Regions from separate parts of the Mus musculus genome. Here all the other regions are linked to region 2. The links are chromatin contacts, called in public promoter capture Hi-C maps. All regions are on one chromosome and are shown on one strand. The core of a region is the stretch at or near the end of the contact, and the rest is flanking DNA. Distances in the headings are between cores, read along the strand shown.

Region 1 (2,847 bases), core at 346-2,845, 1.6 Mb before region 2:
GCCTAAAGGCAGTCTCTGGTAAATGTTTATTGAATGGATAGGCTATATAAATACACATCTCATGGTTGTTGTGTGGTTTTGTTTTTTGGTTTTGGAGGTTTTTTTGTTTTGTTTTGTTTTGGTTGGTTGGTTGGTTTTTCGTTTTTTTGTTTGTTTGTTTGTTTTTCCTTTTTAAGGCTGTGCAGCTGGTATTAATCCCATGATCCTTTCCCTCTGCCTCCCAAGGGCTGGAGTCCCAGCTGTGTGGCGCCACACCCAGCTCATGATCCTGTCTTGGAAGTCTCAGTACCTAGGAAGCTCTTGCTCCAAAGAAAGAGCAGCCCCGGGAATAGAAAAAGAGAGTGGACCTTATAAGGGATGCTGATGACTAACTACTACAGTCCACTGCAAGAGCCAGACGACTCTCCCCATCCTGCTCATGGGAGAAAACGACAATGCACCAAAAATTCTAGGCTAGCCTCACGTTTACTATGTAGCCAAGGCTGGCCTTAGTCTAAGTGCTGAGACAACCGGCAGGCATGCACCACTTTTCTCAGCAAGCTTCCTTCCTCTTGCTTCTGTGCAGCAGATTGCGCTGGCTCAAGCTGTAGACAGAGGATAATGAGTTCCCACTGCAGACACCAAGGCAGGCCAAGAAGGTCTCTTACCTGGCACAGTGCTGGGTGCCTGTCTACATGGCTCTTGGGGCTCCCACTCCGGATACTGGTAGACACCAGGGCTACAGAGTCATCTTCCACCACGGGCTGCCCCAGGCAGATCAAAGCTGGAAGAAGCGTTGTGAGGATTTCCTACTTCTCTCTCAGCCAGACATCCACCACGTGAAGTCAGCGTGCAGGCGCCGCACCTGTTCCCTGTATCCTTGGCTGGCTATTGCCAAAAACTATGCCTCCCACTACCTAGAAAGGAACAACAAAGAAATAAAAACAGCAACAACAACAAGAAGAAATATGAAAAGGAGGAAATAACCAAGTTGAAAGAGGTTTAGGAAAGGGACAGCCCTTCCATCTGTTAGAGCAGTGGCTAGTAGTAACTCCACTGCATTGGGTATAGGATGCCCTGAGCCCAGCCCAACCCTTAGGAAAGGGTTACAAGTTAGAAGGGAAGACCATTCTGCTCTGGGGTAGCCTGATTCCAATTTCTGTCTTCTTTCTATTCAGCTGACTCCCTTCTCGCCTCAGAGTCTCCTTCCTGACCCCAGAGTGCTTCCCCAGTCCCCAGAGTATCAGCCCACCACCACGACCCTCAGCACCTGCCCTGCGGTTTACAAGGCAGTTTCAGTCTCTCCTTACTCTCAAGCCACAATCTTCTCCCTCAGTCTCTCCCTGTGTCCCTAACACCTTTGCTTCCGAGTCCGGCCCCCAAACCATGTTTTCTTGCCCAGTCTTCCAACCTCCGCTGCGCCAGGAGGGGATCCCTGCCCTACGTTCTTCTTCAGTAGCCCGCCACTGGCCGGCCACTTACTGCGGACCTCTCCTCTCCAGCCCCGAGACTTCGCCCCGCCCTCGCCTTGGCTGCTGTCCCTATACCTTTAACAAACCTCCACGTGCTTCTTAAACGGCGGTGACAGCATTTCCTTGTCTCTCTGCTCCCGCCCCTGGAGGCGCTGCCCATTGGCTGCTGGGTTCCTTCATTCCCGCTCTAATTGGTCTCGCTCCAGGTAACTCAAACCAATAAGCTCTCCAGGTATGGATCCCTGCTCTGGTCCTGGACAGCTATTGGTTGATCCTAGGCACCTTGGTTCCGAGAACTTAGGACTTACTAGCTTGTCTGGGGCTCTAGTAAATTCTTCCTTCCCAGGCTAGACACACAGGCTGAGCAATTGGTTCCGAACCCAGGGCCAGGCGACGCTGGGTCACGTGGCCGACTGCTTACATGACGTGCGGGCTGCTGAGCGTCACTGTGACGTTCAGGAGACCTGCGAAGTGGACGGGCTACCTCCGTCACCTGTGCTGTCGGGGTGCAGTCATGGACCTGGGACCAATGCGCAAGAGTTACCGCGGGGATCGAGAGGTGCTGCCGCTGCCGCCGGGACACGGAAAGGGGGTGTCCCTAAATTAGCAAAGGGTTGGAGGAGCGCCTTGTGCTTTCAGGGGCCACTTACAAGGCAACGGGATTTAGGGGTCACCCTGATGGGAGAAGAGGGTTTCAGAGACAGCTACTGGGGAGGGCCTCAGGGGAACCGTGGATTAACGTGTACTCATAGACCCCTTGACATCAGAACCCACCTGTGTTGGAACCCAGCCCTTTTCTGACTGTCTCGCTGTGGACAATTTATGCTCTTTGGGCCTCAGTTTATCCACCTGTAAAGTGGTGATACCTACTTCACAAGGATGCTGTGGGTTTGGGGGTTTTCTCATTTTTTACATTTTTATACATTTAGAGTGTACATGTGTTTATACATGTATGACAGGCGACAACTTTCAGGAGTTTTTTGGTTTTTGTTTTTGTTTTTTTTTTTTTCCCACCATGTCGTAGGTCACCAGGAATGAACTCAGGTTGTCAGGTTTCGTGGTAGATGTCTTTACCAGTCTATATTTAGGCATTTGTAAAATGCTTAAAACAGTCATAAACGTGATATAAATTTATAAAGGAGCGGAAGCTGGGCTTGTAGCTGAGTGTTGTGGAGTCTTGCCTGGTGTGTATGAGGGTTCTGGGTTCCACCTTTGGCACCAAATGAACTAGGCACAGTGGATCCAGAGTTCAGGGTCCGGCTACACAGTGAGTTCAAGGCTAACCTGGAAGCTCTTCGTTTTAACCTCCCTCATCATGATCTTCTCCCCACTCAGGTCAGGGACCAAGAGATCAGTTCTGGGATTGGGATCCAGAGCTACAGTGGCCAAGTGTGCT
Region 2 (3,087 bases), core at 84-2,583:
GCAGGGACCATAGCTTCTGTACATTTGGTACAAACTTAGACTTAGGAAGTGTGCAATGATCCTTTCACATCTGGTGTGAATCAAACGCAAACTTCACTTTTAACTTACTGCCAACCTCCTCATGCAAGTAGGTTCCCTTTCCGTTCCAAAGGGCCTGCAATTGTGGGTCCCATCACAGCCTTAAGTGTGAAAGCAAGGTTAAATTTGCTCCACCCTAGTTTCCCCACACCCACCACATCAAGCTGCTATTAAGAAACTGCTTCGGCGCTGTTCAGAAAGTGGGGTATTTAACACAGCATACTTGATTGTAAGCACTCCACTGCCACGTTGGCTGGGAATGCTCAGGGCAAAACACCTTCGGAGGAGGCAAGAAGTAGGATGCAAACTGCCCAACTCCTGTACATAAGCACACACGCACAGAATAACTGGAAAGAGACAGCCATGTTAAGCAAGTCAGAGATATGGGAACATTCAACTTCGGGGCTACCCCGAGAGGAATGTAGAAAATCGGTAACAGAGGTATGTTTGCACCGAAGTAAAAGCCGTTAAACTAACTTATTCCAACGGGCTGAGTTCAAATCATCTCCTGGAAGAAGCATAATGTGAAAGCGCACGTGAAGTGGTGAAGAAAGGAACTCGAGAGCCATAGAGAGAGACGCTGGGGCCAAACTCAAGCAGGAGAAGTAACACATGGCTCCACCCGGCTCTCTTCCATGCCCCTCCCCCTCACTGAGCAGGCGTCCAGCGCCCACCGGTTCTGGCTCCCAGTGAAGCCCTCGACTCCGGACGCCCACAACACTCCTTGCACGCACTCTAGCACTTCTCACACCGCCCGGGCGGACACTTCGGACCACTTTTCGGTTACGCCCCCCCAAAGCTAGCTTCCATCTGCCAGGTCCCTCCCCTCTGGTCCCCGGCCCATGCACCCGGCACCCCGTCCCGGAGTTGCACCGCAGGTTCGCAGCTGCTCGCCTTCGCTCCCTCCGCCCTCGCGAACTCTGAGCGCCCCTTTTTCTCTTCTCTCACCTCCCATCTACTTCTAGTACTCTCCAGCCCGTCGCCCCAGCACCCGCTCCGGACCCGGCTCACCTGCGCGGCCACCCCCGTCCCGGCGCTGGTGAGGCTGCTGCAGCTGGAAGGGGACCGTAGCCCTGAGTGGCTGCAGACCGACCCGGGGGGAGCCAGCGGGCGCCGGTGGAGAGCAGCCCCGCCGGAGACCCCCCGCCCCTCCGCGCCCCGGCCCCCAGGAACCTCCGCCTCGGCCGCCCGCTGCGGCCCCGGACATGGCCCACCCGGCTACCTGCCGCCTCACCCCCACGGCGAGCCCCACACTGCCCCCAACCCCCGCGGCCGCTACTTATCTGCCCTACGGGCGCGGACCGGCCCCCTCGGCCCAGAGTTCTAATTGGCCTACAGAGTCCCAGGACCTCCCCCTCAACCAATCCATGGCGGGGCTCTTCTGTTTCCGAGGATGATTGGTCCATGTGCTCAGCCATCAAGTCAAGACCCCCACCCTCCTGATTTTCTTCTTTTCTTTTTTTTTTTTTTTTTTAATGTCCTTAAGGCTGCCGATTGGACCTTCCAGTAGAGGGCTGGTTCTTCAGCACTGCCAATGAGAAGGTTCAAAGGGGAGGATCGTCACACCCAGTCCCAGGTAGTATGCAAATATATGCCATGTGATGTCAGGCTGTGCAGGGGGCGGGGCTGGATGTGGACTGGAATCAAACACTACTGAAATCTTTAAAGGTGGTAGTGTCAAACTCTAAGCAGTTTCAATGGGACTGAGAATGCCTAACTTCAAAAGCCATTACATTTAGTTTAACTAAAAAACATTAGTTTTCAATTCTCATGAGATTTCACTGCAGCTGACAAACTCCAAACTGAGATTCGATAAATTTATAGAAGGTTTGCCTATCATTTGCATGAGCTTTGCATTAAATTCGTACATTTAATGGCTACCTCGCCTCACATGACACTCATTTGTCTTCTACGTTTCCAAGTCCCTTCCTGAAGCTGGTCCAATCTCAATAAAAACAGCTGTTAGTCTGTAAATTAACTTGAGCCTTTAAAAGGGAGCTGGGAATTTCCCTTCAGAACCATCCATTGTAAGTGTACCTAGCAAAACAAAGTAAATGATAAATCTGATCAAGTTTGATAGTGACTCCACTAGGAAATCTTTGTCTTTCCAGCTCAGTTGCTCTCTGACCTACAAGTCAAAGACCAGATGGTCCCCAAAGAGAATACTGGCAAGCTGTGAAAATTATATGCTATGTATATGTGAACACATTTTCGGAAAAAAGAAAAAGCAGTATTTAAGATACTATTAAAACAATGCATCTCAAAAAAAAAAAATCCATTACTCTTGCTACTTTGTTCTATATATGGAAAAGAAACAGAGCCAATTAACGCTGGACTGTCTGTGAGAAGGGACCATCCAAGTAATTGGATAATTCCCTCTAGATTTATATTTAGTTATGAATTCTAATTTTGACCTTGCTACCGATTTGTCTTTCTATTTCAGTCTCTACCGAGTTTAGTATTTTTTTTAAAGGTATTCCCTTGAAGCCACACTTACTAATCAGAGGAAAGGGAGTAAACTGGGTGTGCGTGCTGCGAGAGTACCTTGGGATCCAATACTGAAAGCAGATAACGCTCAGAGTGGGAATGCAACAGTTGGCTGAATATTAAAATCAGACCAGAACACAGAACATGGAGGCAAAGGAACATACTGTGAAAAGATTTTTCTCTGCAAAGACACTACTTTCATGTTTGAACGATTTGCTTCAAGCTCTGACATATAGATTGTTTGTGATGGAAGAAAATAGTACTCTTTTTTTTCCATGAGGACGACAGTCTTACTAAATGCCTGATAGGGATGAATAAGACCTGGTGGTTGGAATTAAAACTCAGCCATTCTCAGGCTAGCTCAGCTTTAAAAAGTACATCTGATGGCTGGGGATGGAGGTCAGTGGGCCAATACCTGCCTGGAATGCTCAAAGCTTTAGGTTTGATTCCGGCTATGGAGGGAAATGAGGGAAGCAGATTGAATTCTCAATTTCAATTAGCTCAACATTCTCATACACTTCA
Region 3 (2,829 bases), core at 156-2,655, 1.7 Mb before region 2:
CTTGAAGCAAGAGAGAGACCCACGAGTACTACCATACTGCCATGTGTCCCACCGTCCCACCGCTGGTCCCTCCCACACCGAGACACACATCCTCCACTCACATGACATCCCCACACCCCCAGTTCCCTGACCACCCCTGGGCCTGGGCAGCTACGCCCAACCCAACCCCCACTGTGGCCACTGCACCCAATGTGTGCCTCTGTCCCGGACATGCACCCAGGAATCCAGGAAACACTCTGTGTTTGTGAGGCTGGGGAATGAAGGAAGAAGAGAGTCCAAGAAAATAGGGGGGAGGGGGGGCTCAGAGACTTGGTGAGCAAGATCTCCTTAGCTCAGCTGCCTCCCCATCCAGTATCTCTGCCTACATCTGTGGCTTTGCCACCCCTCTGGCACAACTGTTCTCAAACTTCTACTAACTGGCCCCCTATAGCTGTCAGTTCTCACTCCCATTTTCTGCATGGGGAAACTGAGGCCTGAGACAGTCCCATCTTCCCATGCCTCCTCTCACCAGACACCCAGACACGCCGAGAATACCCACCTTGGACTCTCTTCCCTGCAAAGCCTTACCAGCCCCTTGCTACCATGTTAGTCCTCTGTGTTCCTGAGAAACCTCCCACCCAGAAGGAGCAGGGCACTGACCGGCTATGACACTGTGGGTGGGAGAAGAGGTGGCCAAGAACATGTCGTGGTCCACCCAGGTCCCGAGGCAGTGCCCACAGGCGTCCTTGGCACCGGCTCTGGCCATCCTGGCTCCGCCAGGAGATCAATAATGCATGAGCGCTGTGTGTGTGTGTGTGTGTGTGTGTGTGTATGAAGGGGAAGGGACTGGAGGAGTGATGTTGCCCTGTGTCTGGGGAAGCAGCTCAGAGCTTCATGCAGCTAGCAAGCACCTGAGGAGTTGAGGCCCAGAAGGGGCAGGGAAGGGACAGTGTGAGTGTGGCCAGGAGGTCACAGCATAAGGGACCAGGCTACAAGAGGCTGGCCCAAGGGGAAACTCCTGCATTCAGCCATTTAAAGTTTCAAAACTCTTCCGGTGCTGGGGTATTTCTATGCCCTTGTCCTGGCCGCTAGAACCCTGGCCATTTGCTGCTGGCCCCCCCGCAGAGGTGGGAAGTATCTACCGGTAGGAAGGAGAGGTGGAGTGAGACAGGTGAGTGCCCCCCTTAACCACCCCCATTCTCAGCGCCTTTACCAGAGGAGTAGACCCACCAGCTCCAGAGGAGAGGAAGCCTTCCCAGGAATGTCAGGCCGTGACAGCAAGGCCCCCTTACCCCAGGATCCATGGACGCCAGAGCCTCTTGATCCGTACGCTGCTGTGCCTGAGACTGTCTCCGAGTCACCGGCTAGCTCTTCACAGAACTGAGCAGTTGCAGCAGCTACTGCAGGAACCAGGAAGGAAGGAGACGTCGGAGCCTCCCCTCCAGCCGGATCTCCCCACCTGCCCCTCCTCCGTTGCCTCCTCCCGCCAAGCTCCGGGCTGCCGCTCAGCTCTGCCCCCCTGCTCTCGGGAGGACTAAGGACGGAGTGGTACCAAATGACTTGGAAATGAGGGGCACAATCCCCACTGGGCATAGTTCCACATGCTTCAGAGGACTGAACAACTGCTGGCTTCAAGCCATCGAAGGTAAAGGATTTTATTCAGACTAACATGGCCTTGACCCCAGTGAACACTCAAGGCCATTTCCTTATTCACCCTGCCTCTCAATTACACCTGAAATAGATGGCATATTTTGGACCAGCAAAGATATCAGGTTGACTGGGAAGGGACAGAGACACCGTCCCACCCCACCCCCACATACTCTGGGACATGACAATCTGTGCCAGGAGCACAGTCAGCAGGCAAGAGGGACAGCTGAAGCCCCACCGAGGCTCCTCATTGAGAGCAATGCCCTACCAGGTCAGTCCGTGGCAATCAGGAAGTATGGGTGCAGCAAGTCTCTAGGAGCAGAGATGCAGAGAGGTGGGAGCAGCTATGCAGTCATGGGCTGGCAGTTATAAAACAAAGACTAGCTGGGGCCCCTCCCCTGACCCTCAAACACCTTTACCCCACTGTGTTCAGTTGCTGAAATAATCAAGAATTACATTATGAGAAAGACCTACAATTCCCAAATGGATGAGCACGGACTAACAGGTTTGGTGCCTGAGAAATGGTAGCACCAGCAGGCTCTGGTATGATGGAAGGCTCTTGTGTGGCTGCAGAGATGATGTGGGCCAATCGTCTGCTCCACCTTTCTAGACATCAAAGTCTTACACACCACAGCAGTACCTGCTGTCTGGGCTCCCTTCAAAACCTCAGCATGGATTTAGCCTCCCAAGAGGGAGGGGTGCAGTGGGCAGCACCAGGCAGGCCTCTGGAGGCAAAGTGGCACCAGGAGGAGCTACTCTGACATCCAGAGCCTCAAGGGCCTTTTAAATGATTGAGTATCCCTGGGCATCTGCAGAGGTGGGGACTGTGGGAAGCTGGTCCTGGCCCAGGCCAGAGGATAGCTGCTGCAGATCTTCCAACTGTCCAGGACTAAAGACGCTGCGGCACTGCTCCAAGTCTGGGAAGGAATGCTAAGGAGTCACTCCACATTCACCCTGATCCACTCAGGATCAAGAACAGTGGCAGGCCACAGGCGGGAGGTGCCACTTCCCAAGACTCAGGGAGGGCCTCCTGCCATAGCCCCCAGGGCTCCTATTACATGAGAACTCTAGTTCCCCCAGCCTTCGTAAGGAAAAGCACGTGAGATGTAGTATTTGGAAGGACAGGCAACTAGGGAAGATGGCTTTTAAGGAAGAAAAGTGAGAATTTGGAGAGGACTTGAAATAACCCAGACAATAACTTTG

Evidence for each region. Promoter capture Hi-C pulls out the DNA fragments that hold promoters and counts their contacts.
Region 1: a contact with region 2 is called in a promoter capture Hi-C map of liver, with 2.6 times the contacts expected there. The contact joins the promoter of D030028A08Rik here to the promoter of Fam117a in region 2. A contact is called at or near these places in 2 of 39 promoter capture datasets (hippocampal neurons and liver) and 1 of 115 datasets of contacts at active chromatin or transcription factors (fetal liver).
Region 3: a contact with region 2 is called in a promoter capture Hi-C map of liver, with 2.9 times the contacts expected there. The contact joins the promoter of Osbpl7 here to the promoter of Fam117a in region 2. A contact is called at or near these places in 3 of 39 promoter capture datasets (hippocampal neurons, liver and pre-B cells).

Annotation. Positions count from the first base shown.
Region 1 is chr11:96,942,894-96,945,740 of GRCm38.p6, reverse strand. D030028A08Rik (RIKEN cDNA D030028A08 gene) reads right to left here and starts at 1,595. Exons shown (of 6, transcript NR_003293.3): 1 at 1,527-1,595; 2 at 648-896. It overlaps Pnpo (pyridoxine 5'-phosphate oxidase), which reads left to right and starts at 1,722. Exons shown (of 7, transcript NM_134021.2): 1 at 1,722-2,010. The coding sequence starts at 1,873.
Region 2 is chr11:95,335,264-95,338,350 of GRCm38.p6, reverse strand. Fam117a (family with sequence similarity 117, member A) reads right to left here and starts at 1,333. Exons shown (of 8, transcript NM_172543.4): 1 at 1,090-1,333. The coding sequence starts at 1,285.
Region 3 is chr11:97,049,396-97,052,224 of GRCm38.p6, reverse strand. Osbpl7 (oxysterol binding protein-like 7) reads right to left here and starts at 1,405. Exons shown (of 23, transcript NM_001310509.2): 1 at 1,272-1,405.